Linked DNA regions of Hordeum vulgare: region 2 is linked to region 1. A link is a contact called in public Hi-C data. All regions are on one chromosome and are shown on one strand. The core of a region is the stretch at or near the end of the contact, and the rest is flanking DNA. Distances in the headings are between cores, read along the strand shown. Region 1 holds the start of LOC123401843 (probable ATP synthase 24 kDa subunit, mitochondrial). Region 2 holds the start of LOC123402269 (anthranilate phosphoribosyltransferase).

Region 1 (6,497 bases), core at 1,846-4,345:
CAGGACTAAACAGCATATATTAAGCTAAGGAGCAAGCAACAGTTAGCCATGGCATAATCTTAACCATTTTGCAGTATGAATACAAAAACTCCTGTAGCAAATCAACAATGGGATGCATTCCTTTTCTCAGGAGAAAAGGAAATCTCAGCGTCTAGGTTAAAAGTAGTTAAAGAAGTGCTGCTAAGGTAACAGCAACCACAGATCCGGATTTTTGGGTCATCAGCATATATGCATGAATTATCAATGCCATCTCCTGATGAAAATCAACAATGGGATGCATTTCTTTTCTCAAGGGAAATATCAACCTCACTCAATGTGTAAGTGCTAGTAAGGTAATATCAACTGCAGATGATCCAGATTTTCCGATCATCAGCACATGTATCTCCATGAAATTATCGATGACTATCTTGCAATGAGACTGAATGGATACTACGATGATAAGTAGAAGATGCACATATTTACATACTTTTTGTTTATCTTGTCAAACTCTGCCAAGAGAAGACCCATGTTCTTCCTGTCATTCCTCATAAGAGGCTTCTTAATCTCCTTCTCAATTTTCTCGAGAGCTTCCATCATCATATCCTCAATACCCATATCATCTATAAGTCCATTCCTGTGTAAAATAAAATAAAAGTTCATTGAGCAAATATTTATGTCAAGCATAAGGATTTCTGAGAGCATAGGGATAAACAGCCAATGCTAACTAGGTAATAGGCATACTTTTTCCTGAGCTGCTGAAGGGTATCCAAGTACGTCCTAGCATCAGGGATGCCCTTCGTGAAAGTCTCAATAGTATATTTAATTCTCTGAGAATCAGAAAGAAGATCTGCCCTGCATTTAGACAATGAATAGTGGCAATCAGGTCACTGACAATGATCTCAAATGAGGTAAAATAAGATAAGACAATTCAAGCATAGAAGGTGAGTGCTTGTTTGATGATTCACATGGAATCCATTGAGCAAATGTTTTATGTCCAATCAGGTTAATTGCAGAAAACAATGCCTTAACGTCAAAGAGGGCATTAAAATGTGCATGTAAATTTTTCTTAATTCCAGAGAAATGCATCTTACACCCAGAAAACTGACCCTTCACATGCTTAACAATTCTACTCAGTAAGCAAGTAATATAAGTGAAATGCTTGTTTCTAAATTCATACTGAAATATTGGACAGTAGGGTCCAGTAAATCCAGGTTCTAGTTGCAGAACATGGACCAGATTATAGAGGAGGCATTCCAGCAAAACACCGGCCATAGAGAACTGTGTGCAATAGAGCACAAAAGTGAAGAAACAGTAGGAAGTAACTAGCTCAATGATCATGAAAACATGCATGCAAAAGCCTTTAGATTTTCTTACTTTTCTCTTACAGTCCTCATGACTTGGGCATAGTTAGCAACTGCTGTTGGGTCATCTGGGTCGATCGTGATCTTCTCCTTCTTAAGGACACCAAGTGCAGTCTCAAACTTTTTCTTCACCTCAAAAAATATGCCCTTCAATAGGTCTGCACAACATGGGAACCATGAAATCAGGAATATTACACAAAGAGTTGAATACATTAAATCCAGCAAAACAGAAGCAGTACTAGGAACATTGCTGCCATAAAACTTCAAAAGAATGCAAAACTAACAAACTCGATGAAAATTCAAAATGAACGAATATGCTGCATGTTCAGGGAATAAGATGATATCCATCATTAAAGGCACAACTAATCATGAGAGAAATATTCAAGGCATAGAAGTTAGCTTCAACATTTAATTAGGTTGAAGTTCCATATCTTGCACACTTTATTTCATAGTCTTGTCACAAAGTAATATTTGATTATGTAGCTGCACTCAGCAGTCACCAATTAAAATTATCACATCAAGCGAGGAAACAGTGCCAATCACAACTAATTCAAGTCTTGATGTGAATTCTTGCATCAAAACTAGATCAGTTATAATTTGGAAGCATTTTTTCAGCACTAACACTATTACGTAAAATGCACAGACAGAATACCTATGCATACAATACCAAGATGTTAATTTCACACAAATGCAGCAAAAGATTAAAATGCATACCATCTCCGCTGACAGGAGCTGCCTCCTTGGCAAATGAGCGGACTTGAGTGACACCTCCATTGGCCAAAGCAGCTTGGACAGAATATAACTGCACGAACATTAACCAACAAACTGATCAGCATACACAGAGTGAGAATTTGACAGAGGCATCATGAACGAAATGTTCTGACATCAAATAGCTCCGCTATAAAACTACACAGACCATGGAATAGCAGTCTTAACCACAACACCGTCCAGATTAAACCAAACCAGTGCCAGTGCACGCTGTTATGGTCTCAAGCTCAATGATAAATCACTATCCACACACACATGAGCCACATACGTGCACAGCTCGGATAGCAGGAAACTAAAGTTCAACGATAAACCCACCGTCCACACACACCACCAGAAGACGTGCACAGCTCGGGAACCAGGCGACTAAGAGGACGAAGCCATGATTACTGGCATTTCTATTTCTCGGGATGAATCATGCAGTCTTGAGGGCTTCCTTCGGCCGGTATGAAGACACATGACTACGGATCGAGGACGGGGCCGAAATGGGGAATTGCATTGGCGCAGAAAGATCTAGAGCTGTTCCCCCGCCGGCCGGGCTCCAATCGCTTGTGCCCCGCGACCTGCAACGGTTCCCCTCCTGACCGAGAGGATCTCACGGCGACGAATCAATCGATTCGACCAAATCGAAGAGCGTCGTGCTCGGAGACCGCCATTCACAACCAACACCCCGATCGACAACCGACGGAAAATCCCAACGGAGAAAGCGAGATCCCGGGCAGACCGAACCTGGACGGGCGACGGCGCACGCGCGCCGGGATCAGATCTAGCGAAAAGCTACTAGGGTTACGGGCGGGGAGCGGGGGGCGGAGGGAGGACGGCGCGCGGACGAACCTGGCGGGAGCGGGATACGAGGCGAGCGGCGAGCGCCATGGCTGCGGGTGCGGGGCGGCGGGAGCTAGGGCGGGGGCCTCCTCCGCTCCTCCTTCTTCTTCTCCGATTCGATCTCTCGGCCGCGAGAGCGAGATGGGGGTGGAGGAGGAGAAATGGGGGCGGCGCCTTGCGCTTTGTGTGGCCTCCAGGACCTCGCCTCGCCGTCCGATCTCGCACGGAACCCGCGCGCACGGATCGCAAAGCGCGGCCAGGTGAGTGGGGTCCACCCACCTTCCTCCTCTCGTGCACAGCGGGCCGAGTCCGTCGCCCGTTCGTGGGCTTGGCACGACGGCTCCTTCCCGGGCCTTGCTCGAGGCGTGACATCTGGCATTTTGACCGGATAGGTATTTCCCTAAAGCTCTAAAAAAAAATCCTTTCCTAAAATATGTTAACCGGATAATTCTCACTACTTACTTCTCATTAGTCTCAAAAAAGAATAAACTTACTCACTGACAGTATCTTCAACAGATGATGTAAAATTTTGTGTCAGAAAATGTTTTAGGCAGGAGAGAGAAGGTTTTAGGGCACTAGAAATTTTTCGGTGGTAACAGGTGATGTAAAATCGGTACCCTAATTTTTTGGCCTTCTTCAACTATGAAAAAGTTCAAAAATAATATCAGACTCATCTCAAATAAATTGAAAACAAACATAACACTAATAGCACTTATTACATAGTCCACAACATCAAATTCAACACAATTAATTCATCAAACACAACACAAAGTTAATCACGCATGACATGCGACTTAGAGATAAAGCTAGAGGTTTTGTTATCCATTCTCTATGGGTATTCAAATTTCGGATGTCATGGTAAACTTTAAGAAAGCGTCAGATGCAATCTCTCCTTCTATGTAGCTGCACAGGCTTTTTCATCAATGCGTAGGAGTAATTCAAATTTTTCCTATGCATATGCGCAATGATCATACTATGCATGATCATGCCGGATGTCATGATGTATGCATGATCATGCCGGATGTCATGATGTACCATATTTGTGTAACATCTAAAAAAGACCACATAACATAGCTATCCAGAAATCACATCCATGCATCATCAAGTAGGAATAAATGGGAATTAAATTAGAAATAGAAGAAACCTTGATCCAGTCTTCCCTGTCCCAAGGTGGGTGCGCCAGAAGAGATAGCATGATATAGCATAGGAGCAACAGTGCATGACAGTCGAAAGATTAGCGCGATGTATGTGTCTCAAAGAGAAAAAAAGAGACTAACACCATCCAACGGCAACGTGACACGCATGAGTAATCAAGTGAGGGAGCTGGATGATGCATGAAAAAGAGGCACAATGCAAACACATTGAGAATCCTAGTGCCTAGACTGCTCGATGTGAGAGAGGCGATTTGAGACATCAACCATAGTTGAGGAAGGAAAGCATGGCTATATTCTAGTGTGGGAGAGGCCAAACGCTTAGGATTGATCAAAGAAAAATTAACCGAACATGTTGTACTAACTTGGAAGATTAATGTGGGAGTTTAGAGGTGCCATCACTTAGTAAATATAATATGTCTTTTTTGTTATTTTTTTGCAATGATTTAGTTCGTATGTATCGTCGAAGTCTCGACAAGCTCTTGAGAACATGATGTTGTGTAAACCGTGCATGTTTTAATTGTATTATGATACATAAATATTGTGTTAATTTATAATAATAAATACCAAATTAGCTATGAAAATAATCCATCTTTTTCCATAAATTTTGATTAAGTTTAGATGTTTGTTATGAAATGATATTTTTTATCTTTTCCTTTTTTTATTCTATCTAAATAGTTATCATCACTACTTCTATCATCTTAACATACACACATGCCACATTATCAAAGGCCCACCACAACATGCATGTGATTATTATTATTATTATTATTATTATTAGTAGTAGTAGTAGTAGTAGTAGTAGTAGTAGTAGATCACATGCAAACATCTCAACTCATCACACATGCCAACTCATCAAAGGTCCACTCAACATGCATTGAAAAGTTTTCCATTATACCATCCCACTTATATTCATTAGTTATTTTGAACTATACAATAATCAAATAATAGATTTTCTTGGTTTAGTTCATATAATATTAATTCGAATATCCATGTTTCATTTTTTTTAGAAGGAGGAAAACCTCCAGCCTCTGCATCAGTGTGATGCATGCAACCGTATTATTTGTTGCGGAACGTCGCATGGGAAACAAAAAAAATTCTACGCGCACAAAGACCTATCATGGTGATGTCCATCTACAAGAGGGGATTTCTGATCTACGTACCCTTGTAGATCGCACAGCAGAAGCGTTAGTGAACGCGGTTGATGTAGTGGAACGTCCTCACGTCCCTCGATCCGCCCCGCGAACCGTCCCACGAACCGTCCCGCGATCCGTCCCACGATCTAGTGCCGAACGGACGGCACCTCCGCGTTCAGCGCACATACAGCTCAACGATGATCTCGGCCTTCTTGATCCAGCAAGAGAGACGGAGAGGTAGATGAGTTCTCCGGCAGCGTGACGGAGCTCCGGAGGTCGGTGGTGATCTAATCTCAGCAGGGCTCCGCCCGAGCTCCGCACAAACGCGATCTAGAGGTAAAACCGTGGATGTATGTGGTCGAGCTGCCTTGGAAAAGTTGTCTCAAATCAGCCCTAATAGCTCCATATATATAGGAGGAGGGAGGGGAGGCTTGCCTTGAGGCTCAAGGAGCCCCAAGGGATGCGCACCAAGGGGAGGAGGAGTCCTCCTCCAATCCTAGTCCAACTAGGATTGGAAGGTGGAGTCCTTCTCTCCCTTTCCACCTCTTTTTTTTTCTTTTCTCTTTGATTTTCTATCTATGGCGCATAGGGTCTTCTTGGGCTGTCCTACCAGCCCACCAAGGGCTGGTGCGCCACTCCCAAGGCCTAAGGGCTTCCCCGGGGTGGGCTCCCCCCCCCCCCCCCGGTGAACACTCGGAACCCATTCGTCATTCCCGGTACATTCCCCGTAACTCCGAAAACCTTTCGGTAATCAAATGAGGTCATCCTATATATCAATCTTCGTCTCCGAACCATTCCGGAAACCCTTGTGACGTCTGTGATCTCATCCGGGACTCCGAACAACATTCGGTAACCAACCATATAACTCAAATACGCATAAAACAATGTCGAACCTTAAGTGTGCAGACCCTGCGGGTTCGAGAACTATGTAGACATGACCCGAGTGACTCCTCGTTCAATATCCAATAGCGGGACCTGGATGCCCATATTGGATCCCACATATTCTACGAAGATATTATAGTTTGAACCTCAGTGCCAAGGATTCATATAATCCTGTATGTCATTCCCTTTGTCCTTCGGTATGTTACTTGCCCGAGATTCGATCGTCACCATCCGCATACCTATTTCAATCTCGTTTACCGGCAAGTCTCTTTACTCGTTCCGTAATACAAGATCCCGCAACTTACACTAAGTTACATTGCTTGCAAGGCTTGTGTGTGATGTTGTATTACCGAGTGGGCCCCAAGATACCTCTCCGTCACACGGAGTGACAAATCCCA
Region 2 (6,429 bases), core at 2,999-5,498, 700 kb after region 1:
CCTAAAATCTCACCTTGATCCAAGGTGGGAAAGTGCACCTAATGAGCCCAAAACCCTCTGTGTCCAGAGTAGAGTTGGAACAACTCTACATTGCAAAGTTTCTCCAATGGAGCTGAAACTTTGGAGAGGTGTTTGACACCCCAAATGAGGACTCCACACCAAAGATGGGATTTGTGAGACTCTGTTTGTCCACACTTCCTTTGTAGAGGACAGTACTGGTCATTTTGAGGCATTTTCAAGTTTACAAAGCCAAACTGGTTCAATGGAGCTCAAATTTGGTGAAACCCCATGTTTTTACCCCAAGACCAAACCTTTTAAGTTTCATTTCCAGTGGTGGAGTGGAAGCACCCCAAGTCACTGTCGAACACCTACTGACAGGAAGGTAAAAACCCTCCTAGCCACTGTTTTACCCAATGGAAAGGCCCCAAACTTGGTGGGTTAGAGCCCCAGAACACCTTGAGCACCCAGTCAATCAGCCCCTCCCCAACTTCAAGCACAAGTGACAAGAACTCCAATTTGAGCCGCAGGACAGTACTAGCAACACCAGTGTTCCTTGCTCCCTTGACCAGCTCGAGCTCCCACTAAACCACAACGGCTAGGCACACTCCCAGCAACACTCAGGACATGGAGGACACGTCCCAAGTGCCCCAGAGCGCGCCAGCATGTCGTGGCATGCCAAAACTGTGCTTTGGGCGTGCTGCAGAGAGCCTCCCGCAAGGGGACGACGTCCCGGCCGGTCCCAACCTCCCCAGTTATGTCCAAACACTCCCCCGACATCTATTCAGTGCAAAGCTACCCCCAAGGACCCTCTCCCCTCGCGCAAGAGCTCAAGCGATGCATGCCCGTGTGCGCCCAAGGCGACCGAGCATGCACGGTCGCTGTGGCTCGACCCCACTCGCTTTCTCTCTGCGGCCGATGCACCAGGAGGTCCTAAACCACGTCCCGAACCCGTGGTTTCGCGGCCAGCACCTCACTATGCTCGCACGCGCGCCACGGTGAGTCACCGGCGCGCCCGAGTTGGGTCACCGTCGCTGGCCTATAAATAGGTCCCCCCGGCAACCCAACACCCTCCAAGCAGCTTCAGCACAACCAGTAGACACCCCCTAGCCACCCAATCGAGCTCGCAGAGGCCCGGTGCTCGAGATCGACCGAGGCCCCTCCTCCTCGGAGCTCCGGTCGATCTCCGGCTACACGTCGGCTCCTGCGCTGCCCGACCTCCCATTACACTCCCCTTGACACCACGAACGTTTCCCCCAACTTTCCCGAGCGAATCCGTGCCCCTAGCCACTAGTTCAACACCAACCCGAAACCCTTCCGCCACGGTCACCTCGTCGCCGGCGACCCAGACCACCTCCGGTGACGTCCCGACCACGAGCAGGTAGGCGGAGGCACGAGGGACCCGTTCCCGCTCCTAGATTGGCCTGAGGACAACGGCAGCCTCGCCGGCGTCTGTCTCCACCTCTCTGGCTGGAGGTAGGAGAAGGACACCGACAGGTGGAGCCCACCTGTCGGTGTCCTGGGACAGCCAGCGCGCGCAGCCGCTGACGCTGACCTCAAGGGCCCGCAGGTCAGGTTTGAACCTGGCCCGCGCGCGCCTGGTGGCCAGGCCTGCTGGCTGGGCCGGCTGGATCTGTTCCCCTGGCCTTTTCCTTGTATTTTAATCCAGTAACTTAAATGATTTTTATAAAAATATTTAGCCAGTAGAAAAATATGATTCTTGCACCTGTAATTTTCTAAAAATGTGTAGTATTTGATTCTGTAGTGTTTGACATTTATCAAAAACAGAAACTATTTTGGTATAATAAAATGATATTAAAAGCACTTATTTGCTTCTGTTTGCTTTTAAATAAATATGCTTAGCTAATAAAAACTATAGGAAACATTTTCCAAAATGATAAACTGGATTTATTCAAACTTTGCAACATTTTAAAAAGCACTTTGTGATCTGTTTTAGTGAGAGCTATTATATATTTATTCCTTTCTCGACGGTAGAGTTACCGAGTGACGGAGGATCCGGAGCGGAAGACCTCGAAGACCCCGGATACCTAGCTGACCAAGGCAAGCAGCCTTTGACCATGACTTGAGCATATGAAATGAAGCATGCTAGAATAGCAAATACTTTTCCCGTTGCATGTGATCACAGTGCCGGTTCATCATTGTGGTGATGACACCGGAGGCTTCTTCAAAGCCCTTGCATGTTGGTAATGTTATTCACATGGCTCCTCGGAGCACAAACATGATGAGCTGACCCTACTGTCTATGAGGATCATGCTACTGTCATGTTGATTAGTAAAATTATAAGATCATTGCATTGAGCTTGACCCTACCCCGTGAGGGTCATGTATTTACCATGTTGACAAGTAAAGATAGAGCATGTTATCACAAGCACGATGATGAGTTAAATAAAGAGTTTATGAAAACCACATCGGGTGCCACTAATGCCCGAGGGTGACGATGAGTTGGTGGTCACTTTTGGTGAAGTGATGCACCGGTGTTTTTGTGTGAGTATGGTTTCGGAAATGGGATTAGATTTATGATGTGTCGACCGTCCCAACCTTACCAGTACGACCATGATACCCCTTTATGGGACGGGGATTTGTTGATTACTCTGGTCGGTACTAGCAAAGAGCCACATTACTAGTGGCGGGAGTGATCGGTGTCACTCTCGTGATGGGGTCATGCCAGGTAGGACGACTATGCCATTACTATGAGTTCCAGGCACACCGTTGGTCCCTGCATGGTTGATACAGTCCAGAGTCGGTGCTCATAAGACGTACAACATGTGGGCTGGGTACCAATCGAGTGGACCTCTTTGTCTAGCTAGTATCGTCAGGGGAAAGATGATGATCGGGTACTTACCTCGGGTATATGTGATATACCGCGAGTCGTGGATGACACGGAAGTTTTCCGTTTCTCGTGGGTCCAGCGTACTACCTCTGCAGAGTGTCAAACTATTCGAATAGCCGTGTCCACGGTCAAGGACAGTTGGGTGGTGCTGCTTAAACTGCGTCCAGCGTTTCCGCATAAACCAAGTGTGTGTGTGGTGTTAAACAGGTGATGTTATAATCATGACAATATATGACCAAGTTCGGTGACTTGACATATAGGGTAAACCCGGATGGTTTAGCCCTCGGTTGATACATTGAGGTTATGACAAGTCCGATGACTTGGCATATAGGATGAACCCGGATGGTTCAACCCTCAGCAGATATGATGATATCTGTAACCTGTTCTTCAAGAGTAATTATTTAACCTGTTGCATAAACCTGATCATTCCACCAAATTGCATTCCACTAAAGATGCATGTTACTGTTATTTTTCACTATAAATGTTCATATCATGGGCTGTTTGCGAGTACATTCAAAGTACTCATTGGCTTGCCACTGGTTATATTATTGACCAGACATGGAAGGACCGGAGTTTGGCGATGAGTACGCCGTCGGAGACGAACCTGCGACCTAGGACGCTTCCAAGTCAGAATGCATGTCGGTGTAGGCTTGATGGCATGGGCACCGCTTAGCCCTTACGAGTTTCCGCTACTCGATGTATCTGTTTAATTTGGCCTTAGGCCTCGCTCTTGAACCCGACCTTCTGGTCGTTTGATGTAATAATTTCGGTACTTGGATGTAAGACTCTATTATTCAGTATCTGTGTTCAGTAAACATTGATCCTTGGGGTCACTGGACACGGCGAACTCGACTTGCTAGTCGGGGTCCCCACAGTCGTACTCGTATGCCTGTCAGTTGTCATGTCTTCTCAATGTTACATGACAACTGAATGGTACCGGTCGTGCTCGCATGCTTGTCAGTTGTCATGTCTTTCCAATGTTACATGGCAACTGAGTAAAACTGGTTGTGCCCGCATGCATGTCAGTTGTCATGTCTTTCCAGTGTTACATGGCAACACAGTGAAACTGTCACGGGGGGCACGCGAGACCGCAAGGTGGCAAATCGGATGTGTGGGTCGCGAGGCAGGAGACATGACGTGTGGGCTTTAGCTGTTTTGTCCACACGCAGACGTATGGGCTATTTTCCTTACACACCACACGAGACGTGTGGGCAACACCCTTAACACCCGCACATATAGGCCTTATCAGGACCCAAAAATAATATTTGATTTCTCTTTTGAGGCAAAACCAAACACGTAGTATTTTTTTTCCCGGTGAAATCGATGTCAGAAACGCGGGCCTTGTAGACCGGAACCCGGCCCACCGTACATATGGCCATTGGGCTCGATCCAACCCGCTAGCTGGATGCTTCCTCGGTTCTTCCGGCTAAAGTGGTGTCGTCTCCGCCGTCGTCTCCCTCCTCGCGCTCGGCGGCGTTGACTCTGGCTAGCGTCGCCATGAACTCTCTACTTCTCAGGCCGCTCCCTACCGCGACCACGAGCGGGAGCCTGGTCGGCCGGGTCTCCCCTGCCGCGCCGAGGCGTCCCGGCGCCGTGGCCTGGCCCCGCGACGGGAGATGCCGTCGCGGCGGCGTTGCGGCGGCGGGGGCGTGGATGGAGGAGGCGGGGACGGCGGTGCTTCAGGAGGCTGCGCGGCGGAACCCGGCGTTGTCGGAGTCGTACCGGCCGGCGGGGCTGCCCCGGCCCAACGGCACGGTGCTGGAGGCGCAGGGGCGGGTGTGCACGGGGCCCGAGCAGACGCGGCCGCTCGGGGAGGAGCAGGCCATGCGTGTCCTCGACACCATCCTCCGCTCCGGTGAGCCTCCCCCTACTCTTCGGAGGCTTCGTTTTCGGTGATCGCTAGCTTCGACTCTGCGTTTCTGGCAACAATTTGCGCCGCTAGCGAGCAGTGTTGGTGGATTTTCACATGTGGATGATGTACTTTTGATGAGGTAGCTTCACAAGTCACTCATGCGCGCTGCTGCCTGTAGAATGTAAATTGGCTAATTTTGCTTACAAGTGCTGCTTTCATTGGCATCTATGGTGTTTGATTGCGACTTCTGAGTCACTGGAATTTAGATGTTTGCTGCAAGTCTGATGCCTGCTATCTGTTGTTTTAGACACACTGTAGAGTTGAAGTCAGATCATTGCATTTACTCAATTGCTATTGGTTATAATTTGCTAGTAAGGTTTTCTTTGAAAGGCACTGGTAGTGATAGGCATGCTTTGGAATCTGTTTATTTTCATCGCCTTCCATCAAAATTCATGCTAAATCTTCTGTGTGAACTCATGTGTAGCGACGGGGGAACTCAAAGACGAGCCGGTGTCCAGTGCACAGCTGGGTGCATTCTTTGCTGGCATGACAATAAGAGCTAATTGTTTTCCGGAGGCCACCCAATGGAGTGAGGGTGAGCGACGTGCCATGAGCCTATTCTGGCCTCGCCTTGTGCATGTTCTTCCTCCCGAGGTGAAGTTTATAGCAGACCCTGAAGGAACGATCATGGGAGCAAATGGTTTAACAGGACCTCGGTATATTGGTCAAGGAACTGCAGAGATGAGACTTGTTGGTGCTTTGAGGGAAGTGCTTGCTGGTGGCCATTTAGGTTACGAGGAAGTTCAGTGTGTACTAAAGGATGTTCTACCAGTTGGGTCGATGGGTGCAAGTTCGCCATCAGTTAATGAAGCACTGCTTGCAGCATTTTTAATTGGACAGCGTATGAATAGGGAAACCGATCGTGAGCTAAAAGGATATTGTCTAGCCTTTGATGATGAACTAGGTAGCACTCTGTGGGCTTGTTTTCCTTAAACTGTGTAGAAAAAACCCAACAACTTCATTAACACTACTTTTTGTCAGGTCCTCCCCCAATTGCTGATGTTAATTCCTTGACACACTATGGTGAGCCCTATGATGGGAATACACGCTTTTTTAGGAGTACCCTGTTCGTTGCAGCGGTTAGAGCCTGCTATGGTGAGGCTTGCCTCCTCCATGGTGTTGAATGGATGCCACCTAAGGTCGGTGTGAAGCATATGCTGCAATGGTCATCGTACATAACAGTATTCTTAGTAGTGTCGATCTTGTGGTTTGATGACAGGCTTTATCTGTTATATAATATACGAAAACCCTATGTGTTACTAAAATCAAGGTTTTCAGGGTGGCATTACAGAAGGGCAGATGCTTAAATTCATGGGTGCAAACACGCATTTGTCTCCTACACAGGCCAAAACACTATTGGAGGTGTGTGTGCAGTTCTGCACACTTTGCTGGCATTCTTTTTTTCTTTTACTTCTGCTGCATCTGACACATGAACTGTGTGGTTGCTTTCAGGATAAGGATACTGGTTTTGCATATCTGAATCTCCAAGAAGCTTGCCCACCATTGTAAGTCGACATTTTCCTGGTAGCTACTCCCTCCGCCCCACAATATAAGAGCGCTTGCAAAATGCTCTTATATTGTGGGATGGAGGGAGTATGTACCAATGGCTCAAGGCACTGTTTATTAAACACTCCTGCAGATTTTCTATTTTGGATGGAAACTGGCTTTGC

Evidence for each region. Hi-C and Micro-C count contacts between places; a contact is called where the count stands out from the background.
Region 2: a contact with region 1 is called in a Hi-C map of seedling, with 5 times the contacts expected there. The contact joins the promoter of LOC123402269 here to the promoter of LOC123401843 in region 1. A contact is called at or near these places in 1 of 6 Hi-C or Micro-C datasets (seedling) and 1 of 1 datasets of contacts at active chromatin or transcription factors (embryo).

Annotation. Positions count from the first base shown.
Region 1 is chr6H:36,978,783-36,985,279 of MorexV3_pseudomolecules_assembly, forward strand. LOC123401843 (probable ATP synthase 24 kDa subunit, mitochondrial) reads right to left here and starts at 3,096. Exons shown (of 7, transcript XM_045095698.1): 1 at 2,940-3,096; 2 at 2,055-2,142; 3 at 1,354-1,498; 4 at 721-831; 5 at 467-613. The coding sequence starts at 2,978.
Region 2 is chr6H:37,677,917-37,684,345 of MorexV3_pseudomolecules_assembly, forward strand. It overlaps LOC123402269 (anthranilate phosphoribosyltransferase), which reads left to right and starts at 4,249. Exons shown (of 10, transcript XM_045096170.1): 1 at 4,249-4,702; 2 at 5,184-5,663; 3 at 5,741-5,898; 4 at 6,038-6,121; 5 at 6,212-6,264. The coding sequence starts at 4,345.